Linked DNA regions of Zea mays: region 1 is linked to region 2. Evidence: chromatin contacts called from public Hi-C data. All regions are on one chromosome and are shown on one strand. Each heading gives the region's core, a stretch centred on a gene start, on an enhancer-like site or on the middle of the called end of the contact. The rest is flanking DNA. Distances are from core to core; before and after follow the strand shown.

Region 1 (6,682 bases), core at 638-3,137, 250 kb after region 2:
TGCTTCCTGTAGGTGGAGTGTCCGTCCGGCGGGTGATTTCCCCGCTCCGCCCTAGCCTTACGCGCGTGCGGACTAGAGTGGACAGAGCGACCGAAGCGAGTCACGCCGCGGTCTGCTTGGCCGTCTACCGCACGCTCGCGGTGTGCGATGGCGATGGCGAGTCGCCGACGCGTTCGGTGTCTCGAGCTGTGAGGCCCCCTGCGCGAGCGGGTGGTTCCACGCTACCGCCCTGCGCACGCACACGCGTTCTCACGAGGATCAGAGACGAGCCGTGGCCCGTGGCCGTTGCTGTTCAACTGTGTCGCAGTTACCAAATTCGAAGAGCACGCCGCAACCACTACGTCGAAACGAGCGGCAGCGGACAAGGTTGGACGAACTCCTGGCCTGGGTGACAGACGACAGCGACTCCTTTTTCCCCCCTTAAAAAAAAGCATGGCTGAGAGAGAGAGCATCCGGAAGAAGGCCTTGCCGCCGAAGCTAGCACACACGGTCCACATGTGGTTTTTAGTCCCGATTAACAAACAACTTTGATGCGCGCGCATTGGGCAAAGAAAATATCCAGCCAATGGCCCAATGCGCCCCCACCAGGCCACCACAGCATCGTCCCAGACCACATGAGTGTATGTTGTGTAATCAAGTCAAATCAAATCGGCTTGACGAGAGGCAGCCAACCAGCCACACGATCAATCCCTTGGACCCTCGCTCGTACGCCTACGATATATTTATTTGATTAAGAAGAAAAAGAACAAACAAACAAACGTCGCCCACACGTTGTTACATTTTTCTCCCGAGTCTATCTCGGAGGTCCGGCTCGGTACACAGTGCAGGTGCAGCGGCGGCACGGCAGCAACGGACGTGGGCCCGTCTGGATCAGGAACTCAGGAGCACTCGGCCCATCCCTCCTCGTGGTCCTCCTGCCGGGCGTCCGGCCGGCGCGCCATCCACGACGCGGCGGTCAGCACCAGCCGCGCCGGCACGTGCGCGGCGGCCTCCAGCCGCTGGAGCAGCGAGGCCTCCTCCCCTCCATTGCCTCGGCACCCGGCGGCGACCTCCGACCAGAGCGCGCCGGCCATCCCGACGCGGAGCGGCACGCGGGCAGCGGCCACGCCCCGGCCGAGCGCCCGGAGCGCGGCGGCCGCCGCCGCGGCGCGCCGGCGCGCCGGCCCCGCCGCGAACCCCATCCGCTTGGCCCACCCCTCCAGGACCGCCTCCGCGCGCGGCCGCCGCGCACGAGCCGGAGCCCTCCTCCCCGCCGTCCTCGAAGGGCACGGAGCCGGTGCCGTGGCGGCCGACTCCGCGGAGTCGGCCGTGGACACGCAGGAGGAGCCGCTGGACGCGGCCGACGACGCCTCGGGGTCGGCGGCCCGGCGCGGCACCAGGCGCCGCCTCACGTGCCTGGACGCCAGGAAGTTGGCGCCGTGCACCTTGGCGTCGCAGCGCAGGCAGAGGAACGCCGAGTCCGCGGCGCAGTGCACGGCCGCCGCGCCCCCGCAGAGCTCGCACCGCGTGCCGGTGCCGTGCTTCTGGCCCGCCGCCGCGGAGTCACGAGCAGCGCCCATTCCCGACGTCCTCCCGCTTCCTGCCTCCTCGGACTTCGGAGCCTTGGTGTTCGTCGCCCTCGTCGGTCGTAGTCCTCCGGCCTCTGCGCGCGGAGCTGGTGCCTGGTGGTTTGCAGCGGATGATGAACGGATCGCCTGTACCGGGAGCGCCGGACGACACGCGGCCGGCTTATATGCAGGTCTCCGCGCGCGAGGCGTTTCGTCCTTCGGCGAAACCGGCCGGCGGTACAAGTGGCGAGTCGGCGCAAGCCTGGGGCCTGGGGGGTGGAATGGAAACCGTGGGCGCGGAGCCGCGGACGGAGGCTTCGGCCGGGAAGCAGCGTGGCTCTGGAGGCTTTAGGCCGCGCGTATGGCCGGCATTTAAAGGGGCCCCGCCCAGCTCACAGCCCGCGGCCGAGGCTGGTAGTGGCCGATGGCTACTGACCGTGGGCTGGTCGTGCTCACTCGCCGGCCACCACACGTCCACACATATGTACTCGTACTCCCTCCTCCGTCTCTGCCTCGTTGACTGTCGCAACGAAATGAGTATTGATCAATTTTTATTAAATTTGACTAACTTTGTAAAAAAAATAGTAGACCTCGTTTAGATCTTTATAGTAAAAAAAATAAAAAACGATAAATTTCAAAATAAAATAGTCCAGTCTATTAAGTATATTTCAAATCCTCCAAAATGAAACGATTCAAACGTCGGTGGTCTATGTAATAATTTCAATTATAGGCCCTGTTGGGATCTAAAGGCTAGAGCTAGTTTGGGAACTAGCCCAAAAGTAGCCAAACAGGAGGGCTAGAGCCAGTTTTTTGCAACTAGCCCACCCAAAAAACTCTCCGCACCAAGGGGTGATTATTGGGGCTAGTTTGTTGGAAGGCCCATCAAAATCCTTTTTTCTCTCTTATCCTTCCGCACGGGATCCGCATGTTCCTGGGTCCGTTTCTTTTCTTCGATACGCAGGGAAGGACCGGCGTCGCCGTCCTCGAGCAGGTCAGCCGTCGCCTCCCTCCGTTCCCTCAGCCTCCTCCCTCTTTTCTTGATCCATGAAAAGGTAGTGGAGGGGCACGGCTGGCCACATTGGAAAGAACAGGAAAACAACGGATTTGTTTTGGCTAATTTCTTATTGAATGCATTTTAGACTATTGTAATTTACTAATTTATCTACTGTGATTGGCTCATTTTGTTACTGCATATGCAGACTCACCGTTGCCATGGACGGCGATGCCTTCGACCTCAACTCGCAGGCGCCGGACACATATCAAGGTTGTGGTTGATAAGAGTAAGAGGATTCCATATTTGAACAGGCACAATGAGACCAGTCAAAATGTGCTTGTTGTTTGTGATTTTAACATGAGATTTACCTTTGTGTTGTCGGGATGGCCTGGTTCAGCACATGACATGAGAGTTTTCAAAGATGCCATAACTACTCATCACCACAAATTTCCACATCCACCACCAGGTTTTCTTACTTCACCTTTCTTGCAACAATTTTAAACCAATTAAACTAGTTCATCTAAGTCTCATCGTTTACCTTTCAAAATATGTAGGCAAGTATTATGTGGTTGATGCGGGTTACCCAAATCGTCCGGGATACCTTTCACCATACCGGTGTACAAGGTACCATGTCGAGCAATGGCATAACGGCCCACCGCCCCAAGGTATGAAAGAAGTCTTCAACCATGCACATGCCAAAGTTAGAAATGTGATAGAAAGAAGTTTTGGAGTGTTGAAGATGAAGTTTAGGATTTTGTTGAACATGCAAAGATTTCCAGAGGACAAGTGAAAGTCGCCTAGAGGGGGGGTGAATAGGACGAAACTGAAATTCTCAAAAATAATCACAACTACAAGCCGGGTTAGCATTAGAGATATAATCAAGTCCGCGAGAGAGGGCGCAAAACAAATCGCAAGCGAATGATGAAGTGAGACACGTGAATTTGTTTTACCGAGGTTCGGTTCTCTCAAACCTACTCCCCGTTGAGGAGGCCACAAAGGCCGGGTCTCTTTCAACCCTTCCCTCTCTCAAACGGTCCCTCGGACCGAGTGAGCTTTCTCTTCTCAAATCAACCGGGAGCAAAAACCTCCCCGCAAGGACCACCACACAATTGGTGTCTCTTGCCTTGGTTACAAGCGAGTATTGATCTCAAGAAAGAATTAAAGAGAGAAAGCAATCCAAGCGCAAGAGCTCAAATGAACACGGCAAATCACTCTCACTAGTCACTTAGGCTTTGTATGGAATTGGAGAGGATTTGATCTCTTTGGGTGTGTCTAGAATTGAATGCCTAGCTCTTGTAAGTGGTTGAGAAGTGGAAAACTTGGATACAATGAATGGTGGGGTGGTTGGGGTATTTATAGCCCCAACCACCAAACTTGACCGTTGGTGGAGGCCGTCTGTTCGATGGCACACCGGACAGTCCGGTGCACACCGGACAGTCCGGTGCCCCAGCCACGTCACCAGTGCCGTTGGAAATTGACCGTTGGAGTTCTGACTTCTGGGCCCGCCTTGATGTCCGGTGGCGCACCGGACATGCACTGTTCACTGTCCGGTGCGCCAGCATGGGCGTGCCTGACCTCTGCGCGCGCTGGCGCGCAATAAATGCGCAGCAGGTAGCCGTTGGCGCCTGAAGTAGCCGTTGCTCCGCAGATGCACCGGACAGTCCGGTGAATTATAGCGGAGCGGCTGGAGTGAAAACCCGAGGCTGGCGAGTTCCTGAGGACGACCTCCCTTGGAGCACCGGACACTGTCCGGTGTACACCGGACAGTCCGGTGAATTTTAGCGGAGTAGCCTCTGGAAATTCCCGAGGGCGACGAGTTTGAGCTGAAGTCCTCTGGTGCACCGGACACTGTCCGGTGCGCCAGACCAGAGGAGCCTTGGTTGCTCCTTTGCCCTTTTGTTGAACCCAACCTTTGGTCTTTTTATTGGCTAAGTGTGAACCTTTTGCACCTGTATAACTTATACACTAGAGCAAACTAGTTAGTCCAAAGATTTGTGTTGGGCAATTCAACCACCAAAATTATTTAGGAACTAGGTATAAGCCTAATTCCCTTTCAATCTCCCCCTTTTTGGTGATTGATGCCAACACAAACCAAAGCAAATTCAAAAGTGCATAATTGAACTAGTTTGCATAATGTAAGTGCAAAGGTTGCTTGGAATTGAGCCAATATAAATATTTACATGATGCGCAAGGATTGTTTCTTTGTTTTTGACATATTGGACCACATTTGCACCATATGTTTTGTTTTTGCAAAAATCTTTTGTAAATCTTTTCAAAGTTCTTTTGCAAATAGTCGAAGGTAAATGAATGAGAGTTTGCAAGGCATTTTCAAGTTTTGAAGTTTTCTCCCCCTGTTTCAAATGCCTTTCCTTTGACTATACAAAACTCCCCCTCAAATAAATTCTCCTCTTAGTGTTCAAGAGGGTTTTAAGATATGAAGTTTTGAAAATACTACTTGCTCCCCCTTTAGAACACAAAGAGATACCAATTTTGAAATTTTCAACCAATTGAAAATCATATGTTAAAATTAGGGTGATGGTGATGGTGCGGTCCTTTTGCTTTGGGCTCATATTTTCTCCCCCTTTGGCATGAATCGCCAAAAAACGGAGTCATTAGAGCCCTTTTGATGACTATTTTCTCCCCTTTGGCAAATAAAACATAGGAGTGAGAATTATACCAAAGACGGAGAGTGGAGCGGAGTGACGGCGAAGGATGAGTAGTAGAGTGGAGTGGAAGCCTTGTCTTCGCCGAAGACTCCAATTCCCTTTCAATATACCTATGACTTGGTTTGAAATACACTCGAAAACACATTAGTCATAGCATATATAAAAGAGACATGATCAAAGGTACACTTATGAGCTATGTGTGCAGATTAGCAAAAGAAATTCCTAGAATCAAGAATATTAAGCTCATGCCTAAGTCTGGTAAAAGATTGTTCATCAAGTGGCTTGGTAAAGATATCGGCTAATTGATCTTTAGTGTTAATGTACGAAATCTCGATATCCCCCTTTTGTTGGTGATCCCGAAGAAAATGATACCGAATGGCTATGTGTTTAGTCCGGCTATGCTCGACGGGATTGTCGGCCATTTTGATTGCACTCTCATTATCACATAGAAGAGGAACTTTGGTTAGTTTGTAACCATAGTCCCGCAGGGTTTGCCTCATCCAAAGCAATTGCGCGCAACAGTGGCCTGCGGCAATGTACTCGGCTTCGGCGGTAGAAAGAGCGACCGAATTTTGCTTCTTTGAAGCCCAAGACACCAAGGATCTTCCCAAGAACTGGCAAGTCCCCGATGTGCTCTTCCTATTAATCTTGCACCCCGCCCAATCGGCATCCGAATAACCAATCAAATCAAATGTGGATCCCCGAGGGTACCAAAGCCCAAACTTAGGAGTATAAGCTAAATATCTCAAGATTCGTTTTACGGCCGTAAGGTGGGATTCCTTAGGGTCGGATTGGAATCTTGCACACATGCAAACTGAAAGCATAATGTCCGGTCGAGATGCGCATAAATAAAGCAATGAACCAATTATCGACCGATATACCTTTTGATCCACGGACTTACCTCCCGTGTCGAGGTCGAGATGCCCATTGGTTCCCATGGGTGTCTTGATGGGCTTGGCATCCTTCATCCCAAACTTGTTTAGAATGTCTTGAGTGTACTTTGTTTGGCTAATGAAGGTGCCCTCTTGGAGTTGCTTTACTTGGAATCCTAAGAAATACTTCAACTCCCCCATCATAGACATCTCGAATTTCTGTGTCATGATCCTACTAAACTCTTCACATGTAGACTCGTTAGTAGACCCAAATATAATATCATCAACATAAATTTGGCATACAAACAAGTCATTTTCAAGAGTTTTAGTAAAGAGTGTAGGATCGGCTTTGCCGACTTTGAAGCCATTTGCAATAAGGAAATCTCTAAGGCATTCATACCATGCTCTTGGGGCTTGCTTGAGCCCATAAAGCGCCTTAGAGAGCCTATAAACATGGTTAGGATACTCACTGTCTTCAAAGCCGGGAGGTTGCTCAACATAGACCTCCTCCTTGATTGGTCCATTGAGGAAGGCACTCTTCACGTCCATTTGATAAAGCTTGAAGCCATGGTAAGTAGCATAGGCTAATAATATGCGAATTGA
Region 2 (5,878 bases), core at 3,325-5,824:
GGCCTGTTCAAAGTAAATGCACATGATTACTTTTTTGATGGTGCATTAAGATAATTTCCCTTTAAAAATGACACTTAATTCCAATCACTAGCCGGTATGCGGAAGAATGTCCTACTCAAATAATTCAGCAGATTTTGAACTTGGAAAATACTGTATCCATTGCATCTATCTTAGCTGGCATGCTGAAGAATGTCCCACTCAAATAGTTTAGCAGATTTTGAAATTGAAAATACTATATTGTAGCATTTTTGTTGAATATTGATGTATTGCCTCTTCATCGCAGAAAGTTGTGACACAGACCCCATGTATGTGGAATGGAACAAAAAGACCCTGCTATCTTTTTGCTAGAAAGTTTTACCCAGAATCTTTGAACAACCTGCTGAAGCTATTCTCCAGTTACACATCGGCTTGAGTTCTACATGATTCTTTTGGCATTTTGCCTAGGAGATTCCTCTAGGATTTATCTTTTTGTGCTTCATGTAAATTGTGGAATTGATACTTAGAGGCTTAACAGAGTTACAGATCCAGGGCCTTGATGTAATTCTGAGTCCCTTGGTAGGGCTGAGGTGATGTTTGTTTATTATTGACGCTGCCCTCCCTGTCATTCGTGGTGCTCTCTGTATGACTATGTTTCTTTTAGCCCTTCACTTTTTTCTCTTCTCTTTTATTCTTAGATTCCTAGCTCCCATATTCTGAGTAACAGGGGTTTTGTCAGTTCTTACTGTTATTATAAGATTATTTTTTTGTAGACACGAAGATATTATGAAATCAGTTACACTAATAGTTTAACCTGGTCTTGTGAGTTACAGTGACAGTTTTACTCTTGTGATGAGTATGACAGCATGGTTACATTATAGTACACCGGAACTTCTAGTTCATTAAAAACTATTCAGCATAGTACTGGTACTAATGTTATATTTCAAGATTTGGATATTGCAAAAGAAAGACAATATACAACACCTCCACTTAGCGAAGGAACAAGTGCTGTACAGGTTTGCTGCTCTACCAATTGAATGATCAGACTCAGAAGTAGCAACCAGTTCAGAGAAAAACTGAGTTGCTCTGTTTTGCAGGAGCACCCATTGGGGCAAGGTCACTGAAAGGATCACCAAATGGGTTCGAAGCTCCAGATGTAGGCACAGAGTACTGATACTGGTGGTGATACATGTTTGGCATTGGCATTGCCAACGTCTGTTGATGCTGCTGAAAATACTGCTGCTGCTGTGGCTGGAAATACAGCTGCGCCTGGTAATACTGCTGCGCCTGGTAATACTGCTGTTGGTTCTGAGCCATCAGTGCCAACTGCACATTAGCCGGTGGTGCAAATCTGCTAGACATGGTGAACGGATCGCTGGCATTGGTGCAGAAAGGGTTGGCTGCTCCTAGGCTACCGGTGTAGGTCGCGCCGGCGATCTGCTGCCTCCTGGCCTCGTCTTCGTAGAGGCTGTCAAGTAGCAGCTTGTCAAAGCCTCCAGCCTGTTGATCAGATGAAATTCTATGTATAAGTGATTTTATCTCTGGGTTACTCTGAATTTGCCCCCGAGGTGGATATCTGAAAAGCAGATTTTAGAGCAAGGACTGTGCATACCAAGTTGGTCTCAACTGCTTGGCTTGTATGGGTGCTTGGAGCATTGACCAGTGCCAGCTCCCACCCAGACGAATTGACATCAAACATACTTTGAGATGCTGGCGGCTTGTAGTCACCTACAACCAAAACCAGAACAAAAAAAAAAACTCATGGTATTTCCGTCTCATTTCATCACTTAATAGCAGCAATGCAGATTCAAGGATTATTTGACAGTTTGGTATTCAAACTGTGCCAATAATATTACAACTAGTACTTGTGATATACGATACCTGGTGCTACAATAGCGAGTGCCAATGCATTGCTTTGTTCGAGTTCCAGAGCCGAAGGATTCACCTCTGCTTCCAGGTTCTGCACACACGCAAACCCAAGAACATAAAGCCATTCGGATATACATACACTAGAGAAGTGAATCAGGTAAAAGATTGGAGAATACTAGTAGATCTCCAGTCGTTTGCTGTGGGTGGGGTTCTGGATCAGGCACAGGCTGAGGTTCTGGTTTTTGACTCGGTTCTTCTTTCTCCTCTTCCACAGCATTTTCGGGTTCCTCTGGAGCTTCTTGCTCGTAGGTCAGTAGCTTCGGCTCCTCGCTCTCCTGCTTTTGCAGCATCAAGAGAGTCACAAAACAGAGCAGATCCAGTACTTGTTTCTCAAAAGGAGATGCGCTCACCTCACTCTTGATCGAGGGTCGGGGTGCTTCTCTGATGTACTCTTCCATCGTTGCAAGAAACGATGCGGGTGGCTGCAGAACAGTCGTGATGACTGATGAGCACATACTCTAACAACTCTAAATCAAGACGGCAATATCAAGATGTAGAGATAAAGTAACTAACCTGCCTGAGAGTAGGAAACTGGAACGTCCTGGCAAGCTCAAGCTGTTTGCAGAAGTCATAGAACTCGGCAAGGTTCTCTGCCTGTGAATGGATTTGACAGACCAAAACTACTTTATTCTGAGAACTATTTGGTAAGATCGGCATGCCAAGAGAAATTTACATACCTGCAGGCCAGCTCGTTTGTAAATCGCCAGAGCGTTGATTGCGTCGTACTTCGGCATTTCGAAGAACTGGATCAGACCGGCCAGAGCAAGAAAATTATCATCACGATTCGGCGACAAAGAAAACCATGGTTCATGTGGTAGAATTGCTACTTTACCATATCGACGAGATTGATGATGCCATCGTTAATTGAGCAGTAGATCTTGAAGCTCTCCTTCAGAACCTAAAGATCGCAAGAGCTGGATAAGAGAGAGCTAGTAGAACACAAAATATCTTGCAAGCAAGATGGGGAATGATTGGCAAGAAATGAGATGTCTGCAGTTGCAGGCTTGCAGCTTACCAGGGCTAGTGCGTACTGAATAAGGTAATTTGAGCAGGCAGCGCCTTCAGGCTGGAATTGACAAAGAAGGGGGTAACTAGTGCAACAGGCATTCAACAAGCAAGCTTAAACAACTTATTAAGAAAGCCTAGCAGGAGAGGTTTGGCGTGTCAGACCTGGACGCCGACAACCCTGAAAAGCAGCTGCTGCAGTGCAGGCAACTGCTCCAAGAGTTCCGGGCTAGGCAGGGTCCTGGTTTTACTATGTACCTGTTTTTTTTTTCAGGATGACGGAACATGTACACAGCCATAAGACGAAAAGTCTCTACACCATCAAAGTGCCGTGCATCAAATTTCAGAAGACAGAAAAAGAGGACCTTGCTGGAAGTCTGGGGATATCTGACGAGACGCTCGGTTTCGATGTCGTATCTGAGAACCCTGAGGCACTCGAGCCGTTCCTCCAGGAAGCATCCATAGGCGCGAATCCATGCGGAGCAATCCCAAGCTGACAAGTCAAGGATGGATGGATTGGTTCATCATTCGGCAGGGCAACGGAAATTACAGAGACTCCCAGCCAGCAGGATGGTAGTACAAGAAACTCGCCTGACTGGCTCGAGTCGTCCTTGAAATTGGCTATGTGCAAGATGTTCCCTCTGGATGAGTAGGCCAGGAACTCTTCCTTGAACATGGGATCGCCCTCCCTCAGAAGCCTATGCACCACTATCAATGTCTTGAGCGCAACCTGTGACGCGAACGTTGGATATGCGTTAGTTAAAACCATGGGTTCGACACATGGCGCGGTCGAAGGAATCATCAGTAAAAAGTGGCAACGAGGAAGAACACGCACTATCCAGTTCTTTGTCTTGGACAATCTCCTTGACAATGCGTATATGCAGTACGAGAGGTCTGCGCGAGGGCGGTTTGCTGAGGTCGCCAAGAGTATTTCTGCGCCGCAAGACGAGAATCAGAATGCCACACAAATTGGGGGTGGGGTGGGGGGTGGGACAGGAAGGAAGATCCATCCAATGTAGAAGACGGAGGGGGGACAGGATGACTAGTACTCACTTCTGACGTGCCGTTCCTTGGGAGGGCATTCAACATGGTTGGTTGCCTTCACAATTGCAATATCCAATTCCTTTTTTTTCCCAGACAAACAGAGAGGGCATCAGACAGACAGTTGGTGAGAACTCGGAATCCACGGTAACCGGATCGCGATCGCCATGGCTCACCTTGAATTCGCTGTTGACCTTGGCGAGGCCGACCTTGGTGGAGTCCTTGAGGGCGCCGTAGGCCTTGCGCCACGACCCCATCAGGCCGTGATCACCCAACCCACGATGCGCCCTCTTCGTCCTCTCTCACCTCGCCTCCTCCCTCCCTCCTTCCAATCTCTAATGCCACCTCGCCGCCACCCCCTGCTGCTTCCCCCCATACCTGCACGCCTTCCCACCGCACACCTCTCTCGCTAATTTTAGCCTGCGGTTGGTGGCGGTGGTCCAGCAGAGGGAGAAAGAGAGGGAACGAGGGATGCCTTGCCGCCATTTGTATCTGCCCGAACCGGTATGCGTGGGATGTGGGAGGGAGGAGGACGAAGACAGACGCGCTCCGCCGTCTCTGCCTTGTGGGCCTTACGTGGGCCTCATGGCTTAAAATGCCATGCCCCAGCAACTACACGAGTCAACACAGGCCCGGCCCGGCCCGGCCCGGCCCAAGAACCCCCATCTCTCGATTCCTCCAACAAATTCCCCTTTCCCTTACTCCCCATCCCCACCCACCCACGCCGACGAGCAAACCCTAGCGAGCGAGAGAGCCCGGAGCCGAGAGACCAGCCAGCCATGGCGCTGCGTGCCCTGTACAACGAGATCCGGAGCATGAAGGTCCGCGACGTGCCGGCTTACCTGAAGCCGCGCTTGACCTGGGACAACGTCAAGAAGAGCGCCGACCAGGCCGTCGACCGCTACATCGAGAAGTACATCGACACGAGCTCGCCGGACCCTCTCTACCACGTCTGCATCGGAGGGATGATCTTCTCCTACTTCGTCAATCTGCCCTGGGAGCGCGCCCACCTCGCCCACCTCGAGGAGATGGAGAGGACCGGTGGGAAGCACTAGATCCGCTGCCCCGTCCCTCGCCGGCAGCGCGGGAGGTGAGTCCGCGGCTCCCTGTCTCTCCTTTCCCAATAGTATCCGATCTGGCCGTGGCTGGCGCACCGCGGATCGCTCCGATCCGATCCGACCAGCTTGCTCTCGACTAATTGCATCTGGATGGACGAGTTCAAGCCTTGCACATTCGGCACGCGATAGGCCTTAGTGCAGAGCATTGCTGGCTATAGATCGGTGTGTTTGTTGTGATTAATATTTGCCTACGGCCGCTAGTTTTACCGATGATTATTTGCTTGTGTTTGTGCAATGTAGTGCGCCTTTCCCTAGAAATTTTGAGCTATCCTTCGCACCCATTCTGCTCGCAAGGGGTGCAGGGATTCAGTTGACGATGAATGCAGGCAAATTTAAATCGGGTGTTCATGGATTGCAGTCTTTAAAAAATATTCATGTATTGCATCTAACTATTGGCTTGTGATCACATTTTTTTATTGATCGTACTGCTGTAGTTTTGTTTATCTATATTGTGTGTACCTGCTCAGGAAACTCAGATGTGTGACTGTCATATCACAGCGCAACAATGGATTCCTGCTTAACAGATCTGTCTCCTTAATTCACTTCGAATTTGTGCTACTCGTCTTGTTGAGTGTAAAAGTCTGAGTCAACATCTGGAGATATGTGAAATGGTTAGTTAGCAAATAGGTTTACTGCTTTGTTGAAGAAGCCTTATGAAAACTTACTATTTCCAGCAATTTGATTCCAGTTTTTTTGTTTGACTTCCAACAAATGTACCATTGACCTGTAGGGCTCTGTCTGTGGAAGTGAGAAAATATATCTGTTTCTAAGGCCCTGTTTGGAACCTTTAGAGCTAGCTGCTAAAATTA

The links. A called contact is a pair of places that touch in the nucleus more often than the background predicts.
Region 1: a contact with region 2 is called in a Hi-C map of ear, with 2.3 times the contacts expected there. The contact joins the promoter of LOC100281064 here to the promoter of LOC100283793 in region 2. A contact is called at or near these places in 5 of 25 Hi-C or Micro-C datasets (ear, endosperm, leaf and 2 more).

The regions. Positions count from the first base shown.
Region 1 is chr5:89,682,168-89,688,849 of Zm-B73-REFERENCE-NAM-5.0, forward strand. It overlaps LOC100281064 (B-box zinc finger family protein), which reads right to left and starts at 1,888. Exons shown (of 1, transcript NM_001153983.2): 1 at 707-1,888. The coding sequence starts at 1,559. The coding sequence ends at 879.
Region 2 is chr5:89,431,940-89,437,817 of Zm-B73-REFERENCE-NAM-5.0, forward strand. It overlaps LOC100283793 (fiber protein Fb15), which reads left to right and starts at 4,575. Exons shown (of 2, transcript NM_001156692.1): 1 at 4,575-5,041. The coding sequence starts at 4,731. The coding sequence ends at 5,006. It overlaps LOC100383870 (Putative clathrin assembly protein), which reads right to left and starts at 4,303. Exons shown (of 15, transcript NM_001176499.1): 1 at 4,128-4,303; 2 at 3,964-4,033; 3 at 3,746-3,843; 4 at 3,502-3,640; 5 at 3,276-3,403; 6 at 3,076-3,168; 7 at 2,921-2,971; 8 at 2,738-2,803; 9 at 2,583-2,648; 10 at 2,419-2,499; 11 at 2,256-2,327; 12 at 2,022-2,180; 13 at 1,858-1,936; 14 at 1,589-1,704; 1 more. The coding sequence starts at 4,208. The coding sequence ends at 1,042. LOC100382404 (Core-2/I-branching beta-16-N-acetylglucosaminyltransferase family protein) reads left to right here. Exons shown (of 11, transcript NM_001175148.1): 11 at 284-779. The coding sequence ends at 412.